Linked DNA regions of Pan troglodytes: region 1 is linked to region 2. Evidence: chromatin contacts called from public HiChIP or PLAC-seq data. All regions are on one chromosome and are shown on one strand. The core of a region is the stretch at or near the end of the contact, and the rest is flanking DNA. Distances in the headings are between cores, read along the strand shown. Region 1 holds the start of CCNF (cyclin F). Region 2 holds the start of RNPS1 (RNA binding protein with serine rich domain 1).

Region 1 (4,357 bases), core at 93-2,592, 160 kb after region 2:
GGAAACAGTAACCCAGGAGGACAAAAGTGAGATAAGGGGATAAGAAATCTGGGGGCTGAGAACATGGGACATCTGGGGAGCAGGCCCCAAACTCGCTCAGCCTGTTCTCTCTTCACCCTCCTTCACCCGCTTCCTGATTCTGGGACAGGGAATAGTCCCAACTTCCAGACCCTCTCTGGGGCCACGGACTCTTCTGTACCCTGTGCTGTGATCACCTGTTTACTCTGTCTCTTGCCCCAGGCCGGCTGAAGCCTGCACGCCAGGGCTCCTGTCTGTGTGCCCAGGGCAGGCCCAGTACTTGAAGGAGTTCTATGGGGACCCGGAAGGATGGAAGGGTGCAGACTGAGGGAAGCGTGAGGGAGGGGTGGGCAGCCTTGGCCCAGGCCCCTGCCTTCCCCAGGAAAAGCCCCTCTGTCCTCCACCAGACAGTCAGGAGGCTGCGAGTCTTCCCCTTGACAGCCTGTGCCGTAAAAGGGGTGCGGTGTGGCTGACTCCTGAAGGACAGCTCAGATGGGCTCTGCCCAAGACAAGAGTGAGCAGATATGACACTTCCCGCGGCGAGCAGCTCCAGGTAGCAGCCGAGGAGGCCAGACAGGGGGCAGCATCTGGCCAAAGTGATGGGGAGGGCTTGCCCCGGGGCTGGAGCACTGAGGCGTCCAGGGTGCGCCACGTTTCGCGGGAAGAAGGGGTCAGCGTTCCGCGGGGGAGACTTCCAGCGTCAGCTCCGACCTCCTCTTTCTCTACCACGATCCCGGCCAGCATCCCCGCCCAGCAGCGGCTCAGCCACAAACCCAAGGGTCTCCACCTGAAGCAGGCGGCGGAAGGGAAGGCCGTGCAAGCTGGGGGTGAGGGTCGCGGGCCCAGGAGCGACCCCGGGACCCGGGCAGGGCACGGCCTCGTCCTAGAAGCGCCACGTCGGGGCTGTCCTAGGCTGGATCACGGCCGCGACTGCGAGGGACGCCAAGGAGTCCTCTTTCCCCTGGCCGCAGGCGTGCGCCTTCGCAGCCCATCTGGCACCGCAGATGCCGGTCGCCGGGGTCAGCGGCGAAGCCCGGACCCATGCGGCCGGGAGGGGACGCCCACAAACCCCTGCCCGCCGGCCGGGAAGCGCTCCTCCGGGACCCCAGCCCCGTTGGGGAGGCGGGGCGGCCACGCGGGTTCCACCAATCAGCGGCCAATGTTCGAATTCGCGTCCTGGCGCGGCCAATAGCGGGCTCCCGGAGCAGGCGGGGAGGGCGTGTAGGGCGGTAAATGAGGCGAGCACAGGGCGGGACATGGGCGGGGCCGGCGGCGGCCCCCCCGGGCAGGCCAATGGGAGGGCCGGGCGCGTTTGAAAACTGGGGTGGGCGGCGGGGCGGGGTCTGCGCCTGCGCGAGGGCTACGCGCGCTCCGGCCGGGGCGCGGGCGCGCTCTCAGGCGGGCTCCGGCGGCAGCGACGCGAGCGCGGCGATGGGGAGCGGCGGCGGTGAGTGCGGGGCGATGTCCGCTGGTTTCTGCCCCACACCCCTTCTGCCTGCCCTGCGGGGCGGACGGCGGGTCCCGCGGGAGGGGAGGCCCTGGCGGCCTGAAGAGGGCTGGCTGGAGCTCTTTAACCCGGGGCGGATGTCGCGTCCCGCGCAGGGAGCCCCGGCGGCCGGGCGCGCGGTTTAAATGCCCGGCGGGCGCCCGTGCCCCTCGGCGCCTTCCCCCGCGGCGACGTTTTCCGGCCCTTTCCTGGGGCGACGATCGGGTCCCGGGGCAGCGATCCGGCGATCGGGTCCCGGGGCGGCGATCGGGTCCCGGGGAGCCAAACACCAGCGCCTCCTGGTCGGGGAAAGGGCTGCGGAGCGCGTGGGGGCGAAGCGATCCCGCAGCCCGGCCCGGCCCTGACCGAGCCTCAGTCCAGCGGGGCCGTGGACCTAGCTCTGTGGAAAGCAGCGTTCGGCCCCGCGCGCGTTGAGGCACAGGAAACACGAACTGTGGTTTCAGCTATTATCATAGTATCTGTCCTGGAGCCGGAGAATGAGGAATATTTTATGGAGAGGTCTATAGAATCTTTGAGAATTCGTCGCCCTGGAATACGTTTGGCTTTTGCAGCTGATTTAATTGCTAACAGGAAGACCCCGGTCAAGAGAGGGGAGCCGGGAGCAATCGCTAGGAAGTCCTAGCAAGGCGGGGAGGGATTTGGGCCCACAGAGGGGAGTGGCGCTTCCTTTCAGGACTGGAAGGAAGGATGGATAGAAAGGTAGATTTGTAGATGGGGAGGCAGGATCCTGAGGTTCCTGTCTGAGGGCTTCTGTTTCCCTGTGAAATAAGGGCTAATCTGCTTAGAGTGAGGAAGGGGTTGCTGGAGTAGGAGTTGGAAAATCCGGCTGTGGGAAGAGGAGAGAGCACATCTGAGAAGCATGTCTGGGCTGCCTGCCTGGTGGGTGGAATGCCCGTCTCACCTTTAATGATTGCATCTGTACACAAACCTACAGGTCTAGGTTTGTGTTGGGACCTGAGCAACAACCTTACTGCGTAGCTGTCAACTCCGCATTCTACAGTGGAGGGCACACTGAGACTCTGCAGAGCTGAGACTTGGACGCACACTGCCCCGGCCTCCAAGTCTGTGGCTTCTCTCCAGGGCCGACCCTTCTAATTTGGACTTGAAAACCAGACTCTTCAAGCCCACAGATCTTTATTGAACATTATGCACCTTGGTCACGTGTGCAAAAAGCAAAGCTATACAGCAAAGGCCCCAGGAGTTTTCCTGAGAATGAAATGGAAGGAAAACCGTCCTCAGCTTCGGCAGCTTTTTCCCCTTCCTGCCTGTCATGTGGGCTCTGGATCAGAAAGTTTCCCAATAGCCAAGTTACATGATATGCGCTATTTGCCATAAATATTTGTTGAATATTTGAAAATGAATGATCTCTTCTGTAATTTGTGCAATGCCACTCCTTTACATAATCTTTGTTTGGGACAAGAAGCATAGTTCCATCTTTTGTGGCACAGGGAATAGTAACCATTAGATCATCTTCAGATGTAACTTTTATCCTTTTTTTTTTTCCCTTCAAGGGTGTGTATATAGAATAATTTTTCATCTTATCAAGGCTTCTGTCTTTTTTTCCTTCAGTGGTCCACTGTAGGTGTGCCAAGTGTTTCTGTTATCCTACAAAGCGAAGAATAAGGAGGAGGCCCCGAAACCTGACCATCTTGAGTCTCCCCGAAGATGTGCTCTTTCACATCCTGAAGTGGCTTTCTGTAGAGGACATCCTGGCCGTCCGAGCTGTAAGTCCCTGCATGAAAACACTATGAGCCCTAGCATTGTTGATTATACCATCAGGCCTTGTGTTCTTAACTGTCAGAACAAAACTTTGGCTAAAAAAGAGGTTGGGGCAGAGGCCAGGCACGGTGGCTCATGCCTTAATCCTAGCACTTTGGGAGGCCGAAGGGGGGTGGATCACCTGAGATCAGGAGTTCCAGACCAGCCTGGCCAACTTGGCAAAACCCCCATCTCTACTAAAAATACAAAAATTAGCCGGGCGTGGTGTCTCACGCCTGTAATCCCAGCTACTAGGGAGGCTGAGGCAGGAAAATTGCTTGAACCTGGGAGGCAGAGCTTGCAGTGAGCCGAGATCACACCACTGCACTCCAGCCTGGGCGACAGAGCGAGACTCTGTCTCAAAAAAAAAAAAAAAAAAAAAAAAAGGAGGGCAAAAAGGAAACAAGGATGATATCATTACCAGATGCTTTCTTTAAGACATTCTGATTACAGAAATTCCTATTGCTGTCTCCTAGCACACTAAAATTGCCTCTGTTCATTGCAGTGTCAACAAAGAAAATACCTTTTTTTTTTTTTTGAGACAGAGTCTCGCTCTGCCGCCCAGGCTGGAGTCCAGTAGCGCAATCTCGGCTCACTGCAAGTTCCGCCTCCCAGGTTCATGCCATTCTCCTGCCTCAGCCTTCCGAGTAGCTGGGACTACAGGCACCCGCCACCACGCCCGGCTAATTTTTTGTATTTTTAGTAGAGTTGGGGTTTCACTGTGTTAGCCAGGATGGTCTCTATCTCCTGACCTCGTGATCCGCCCGCCTCGGCCTCCCAAAGTGCTGGGATTACAGGCATGAGCCACTGCACCCGGCTGAAAGTACCCTTTTATGGCAGTGAAATTTGCATCCCTTAAAAAATAGGATAGTGTTTAAAAGAATAAGAATACATTCTTGAGGACAAATTCCATGTAACATTTAACACTGAAATGGACTCTAGGAGTTATTTTCTAGATATTGGAACCATAGGCTTACTTTGAGTGACTTAACCTAGAGTATATAGTGGATTCATGGGGAAATGCCAGCAAGAACCCATTTTCTGACTCCCAAAGCCACCTCCATTGCAGGTGCG
Region 2 (5,028 bases), core at 240-2,739:
TGAACTCTCAGCTGGGTTCCTGCACCCACCCGCCTTCGGATCACCTGCAGCAGCACTGTCCAATAGAAACCGTGTGAGGAGCCACAAGCATCACCTGAAATTCCTTAGCAGCCACGTCACAAAAATGGGTGAAATTAATTTTTAACATTTGACACATCCAAAATATTATCTTTCCAACATATAATCAACATAAAAATCTAATAAAGGTTTGCTTTTTTCCTAGTCTTCTAAAACTGCTGTGCGTTTTAACATTTCAGTCTTGATGAGCTGTATTTCACATGCTTAGCAGCCACATGTGGCCAATGGCTACTTTGCTGGACAGCACAGACCTAGAGTGGAGGTCACACCCGCAGATTCCAGCCCCACCCCCCCAAGAACTAAAGATCTGCCCGAATGTACTTTGTGAAATCAAACACCACCAGTTATTCTTAAGCACTCCAAACACTAAGAACCACTGAGTAAGCGGACGCCTTGCTGGGTGCAGTCGAGTGCTAGAAAGCAAAAGTTGAGGTTCTCTGTTCACCCAAGTTCAGGTACCGGCTCAGGACCTCGGTTACCTCCCCCATCCTCCGGAAAGGTGCGCGTCCAACAGCCAGAGAGAGGAGAGAACAATTAGTTAAATCTCGAGGAGAGGGCGTTTCGGCACAAATCTTCAGAGCACCTTCCCCATTTAAAAGTACATTTCAGGCACAGTTCATGCGCAATCAAGACAAAAAGCCTACTCCACGTTTCTCCTCCAACAACCTTAACCTTCCCGTATCCGCCCCTCTGGGGTAACCCATCAAACTGAGCTCGGCCACCGTGCTCGGTCCATAGTGGGCCGTATCCCCACGGCCTAGCGCCGATAATTGCACACGGGAGTCCGGGAAACGTTCGCGGAGTACACGTTTGAATTAATGACTCCGAAGGGGGGATCGGCCGACCTTCCACCGCATCCCACAAAGAAACTCCGCGCCCGCCGACACCGGCCCGACACGCCGACCTCGCCGCTTCCCCGTCCGCGTTCACTCACAACTCCCCCGTCCAGGCGCCGGGCCGCGAGCGCTTCCAGGGCAGGGCCTGGCGTTGGGGGCTTGGGTCTCCGGCCCGGCGGGAGGGCCCCAAGGGCGGGGACCGCGCTCCCCGCTGGTCTGAGTCCCGCGGGCCTGGCTGGGCCACCGCCGAGCGGACGAAGCACAGGCGCCCTTCCGTCCGCAGCGGCCCCGACCACTTCCGGGCCACGGCCTCGACACCTCCCACTCCACCCGTCCCGGGCCATACTCTTTCTTCTCGGAGCCCGCACCGCGCTGCCAGGCCACCGCCGCACTGCGGGGCTGAGGAGTGGACCGGCTTCACGATGCGTCCTGCCGGGCCTGCCGAGCAGCCCCCGAAACACGGATGCGGTCGGATTCCGCCCCAACTTACATCTTCCCGCCGCCACCACCTCCTCCTGCTTTCCTCAGCCGCCGAGGCCGGCGCCGCTCTGACGTCAGAGTCAAGGAGCGGGAAGTCGCCGCCGCCCGGCGCGCAGCGATGACGTAAACGCCTGGCCCAATGGGCGCCAGCGAGGAAGCGTTAAAGAGTCAAGGCAGTTTGTGGGAGTCGCGCTGGGGACGTTCAAGGTGTCTCGTAGCCGGTGAAGTCCCTGGGACTGACCGGGCTGGTTGCACGCTTGCTGGAGCGGGCACATGGGTAGCCTGCTGAGCCTGGGAGGGTAGCGCGATGACGGAGGCCCGTCCTCCAGCGCGGAGGGTGTTAACGCGCCCGTGCCCCGCCCCTTTCCTTGCGCGGGCGCACTGGGCCCGCCCGGGCAGACTCCGGCCCCTGTCGCCGGCGGTGGAGGCGGGGCTCCGGGCCGGGCTGTGCGGAGGCCGGCGAGGTGGTAGCACAGGAGGGATTCGCAGGCTCTGCGGCCGTGCGTGGCGGGGCATGGGGGCCCGCAGGGCGGAAGTAGCTCGGAGAGACGGGCTGGGGCAGGGCGTGCGTTCGTGCGGTTAAAATCCACTGGTGGCGTTTGGGGTGTTCCCGTGGACGCGGCCTCCCGGCAGGCGGACCTCCACCGGGTGGGCGCGGCAGGCGGGCTGTGCGGGCAGGAAGAGCGACGAGCTTGAGAGTGGGAGATGGGGTGCAACGGCGGGCCTCTCCGGGGAGGTGACACTGCCGCTGAGACCCAAATGGAAGGGCGCGCCCGGCGGGGGAACAGCAGGCGCCGAGGTTCGCTGGAAGCAGGGAAGGGAGGCCCGGGTACCGGCTCGGAGGCCCGCGCGAGCTTCGCGGCAGCGGCACGGAGCGTGTGAACGGCGCAGCGCCGAGGCTTCATCCATCGGCCCGTGCAGGGTTCGGGCAGGGAGCACTGTCGACCAGGGTCCGACCCTGGGAGAGTCCAGAGGTGGCGCCTCTGGCAGGGACAGAGGAGGGGGTGACGCTGTAGGGGTGCAGGCAGTAGGCTCCGCGTCAACGCCCCACACTGACAGGGCGGATTTTTTTTTTTTTTTTTTTTTTTTTGACAGAGTCTCGCACTGTTGCCCAGGCTGGAGTGCAGCGGCGCGATCTCGGCTCACTGCAACCTCCGCCTCCCGGGTTCAAGCGATTCTCCTGCCTCAGCCTCCCGAGTAGCTGGGATTACAGGCGCACACTACCACACCCGGCTAATTTTTTTGTATTTTTATGGTAGAGACGGGGTTTCACTATGTTGGCCAGACTGGTCGAGAACTCCTGACCTCGTGATCCGCTCCTAGGTTCGCCTTGGCCTCCCAAAGTGCTCGCTCCTAGGCGTCCCAAAGTGCTGGGATTACAGGCGTGAGCCACCGCCCCCAGCCGAGGGCGGGTTTTGTTCTCTGCTGTGCCTGTCAGGCAGTCGTTGCCCTGTGGTTATTTGTGGAGGGATTGACGGTGCGCTGAGCTTCAGACTTTGTCTGAACAGCTTCGTGGCAGCAAGGAAGGGAGAAGGGAACAGATCCAAGCCGATCTTTGGGAGGAGAGAACCAGCATGACTTGGAGACTTTAGATGTCAGAGCAAAGGACAGAGTGCAGCTTGGTGACCCGGAGTGGGTGGGTGGGTGAATGGATGGATAGATAGTGGGGGTGTGGTCTGCCATCACTGCCCTCTTCCCTGTGTGGGAAGCCAGCTCTTGGTGACTTCCTGCCCAGACCCACTCCCTCTGGCTCTGTCCGAGGGTGTCAGGTGTGCCCTTGACCCTTCACCCTGGGCTAAGGGATGTCCAAGGAGTTGGGGACAAAGGCAGCTAGGAGGAGGAGCTACCTCCCGAGTCTGCTGCAGTAAGTCACCAGTGTGTTCCTGTGGGTGGAGGCTGGCAGGCCCATCAGTCTGGTTTGGGTACCCCCGTTGGATTTGGGTTTGATGACATGTAAAGTGAGTTAGATTCTCTGCATTACTGTCACACCTGCTGTGCCCAGGCATGGAAGGTTAAGTGGAACAGAGGGGCCGCCCCCCTGCTGAAGGGGCCCCAGAGTCGGCGCTAGGGGAGGGGGCAGCCTCGGTGGTCCAGGCAGGCACAGGCGGAATTCTCTGAGGTGGCATTGGAGTCCATTGGTCAGAGGTGCTAAAGGGCCCCAAACCTAGAGCCCATGCCCAGGGCCCCACTGACACCTGGTGCGCAGGGGCAGCCTGGTGACCCCACATGACACGGGTGGGCGTGACACAGCACCAGCTGGGCCGACAGCCCTCCCCCTGCTGGTTTTTAATGCTCTGCAGTAATGTCATTTCGCCTGCGAATAAGCTTTCACACATTTTATATTAAATCTACGAGTATGATTTATTCAGGCACTTACGAATTTAATCAAATTTGTTTCTAAATATTACTGATTTTTGTTATCAAATGTGCCATCAGCTGTTGAGCTTTGAGAATTGAGCATCCTGGCTTTTGCCATTTTGAGGATCAGCAGAAGCATGTCTGGAAGAAATGTGAGAAAATAAAACTCAGGAGCCTACCCCCACCCTGCCCTTCCGGGAGCTCAGCCCCAGAGCCAGGCTGCTAAGGCCATGGAGGCTGAGGGCAGTGGAGCTGGGGTTTCTGGAGCCTCAGGGGCCCTGGTTTGCTGGAAGGGCAGGCAGGGCTTCGTGGAGGGCATTAGGCAGTGGCCAGAGCCCTGCAGTGCTGGGCATGGGCTTCTCGTGGGCTCTGGCCACGGCCCTGAGCTCCTCCCCTTACCTTCCCAGAGCTGAGGGTCACCTGCTGAGCTGGGCACTGGCTTCTCGTGGGCTCTGGCCACGGCCCTGAGCTCCTCCCCTTGCCTTCCCAGAGCGGAGGGTCACCTGCTGACAGTTTGGGGTGGCTCTGTCTTTGAGAGCGTGCCCTCATGAAGGCAGAATGTCCTCCCTGCCTCCATCCTCTGTGGCCCAGTGGCTCCTGCAGTGCCTGCCCTCAGAGGCTGGTGGCCTGGGACACAGGGTTGGGGATGGGCTTGGTGGTGCTGCAGGTCACGGTGGGTCATGAAGGAGCTTTGGGGGTGTTGCATTCTCTGGTAAAGCACAGCAAGGGAGCCCTTTTACCCACTACTAAAACCTGGCTCTGCACTGAGGCCATGCGCAGCCCAGTCAGGTGGACGAGGGGGTGACGACTGGACCTCGGGGAGGCATCAGAGGAGGAGCTGCTGAGAGGCGGGTCACCACAGCCTGGCGCCTGTCTGGAGAGGGTGGGGCTTGGGGAGGTGCTGGCCAGGTCCATAGGGGTGGCCAGGCTGGGTCTGAAAGGGCCTTGTGCTGGTGTGGGGTGAGCTTGGTCTGTTGGGAGAATATGGAGTTCATTGAGGCCTCCCTGGCTCCAGGTTTGCATGTCTGAGGAGTGGGTATCATCAGGGCCTGGGGCCTCTCCAGCGGGCATATCTGGACTCTCCCAGGGTTGGGAGCCTGTGCTCATCACAAGCTCAAAGCACTCCATTTCTGCTACCATGAAGTCAAGGATGGTGACTGTGAGCCGCCTGGGACCTGAGCTGCCTGGGACTGTGACTGAGGCACCTGGGGTGCCTCTTAGGGCCTTGGGTTTGGGCCCATGGCTAGATGAGCCTTGGTGATTCTGTGGTATTGCC

Evidence for each region. HiChIP or PLAC-seq counts read pairs in DNA pulled down with a chosen protein or histone mark.
Region 1: a contact with region 2 is called in an H3K4me3 HiChIP or PLAC-seq map of stem cell-derived excitatory neurons, with 2.9 times the contacts expected there. The contact joins the promoter of CCNF here to the promoter of RNPS1 in region 2. A contact is called at or near these places in 3 of 7 Hi-C or Micro-C datasets (induced pluripotent stem cells and stem cell-derived neural progenitor cells) and 1 of 1 datasets of contacts at active chromatin or transcription factors (stem cell-derived excitatory neurons).

The regions. Positions count from the first base shown.
Region 1 is chr18:5,039,890-5,044,246 of NHGRI_mPanTro3-v2.0_pri, forward strand. It overlaps CCNF (cyclin F), which reads left to right and starts at 1,343. Exons shown (of 16, transcript XM_063796476.1): 1 at 1,343-1,465; 2 at 3,095-3,249. It overlaps LOC467872 (ATP-binding cassette sub-family A member 17-like), which reads left to right. Exons shown (of 16, transcript XM_063797575.1): 16 at 1-5.
Region 2 is chr18:4,880,255-4,885,282 of NHGRI_mPanTro3-v2.0_pri, forward strand. It overlaps RNPS1 (RNA binding protein with serine rich domain 1), which reads right to left and starts at 1,490. Exons shown (of 8, transcript NM_001279816.1): 1 at 1,405-1,490. MIR572 (microRNA mir-572) reads right to left here and starts at 1,230; the gene lies at 1,137-1,230. LOC134808728 (a long non-coding RNA gene) reads left to right here and starts at 1,777. Exons shown (of 2, transcript XR_010152233.1): 1 at 1,777-5,028.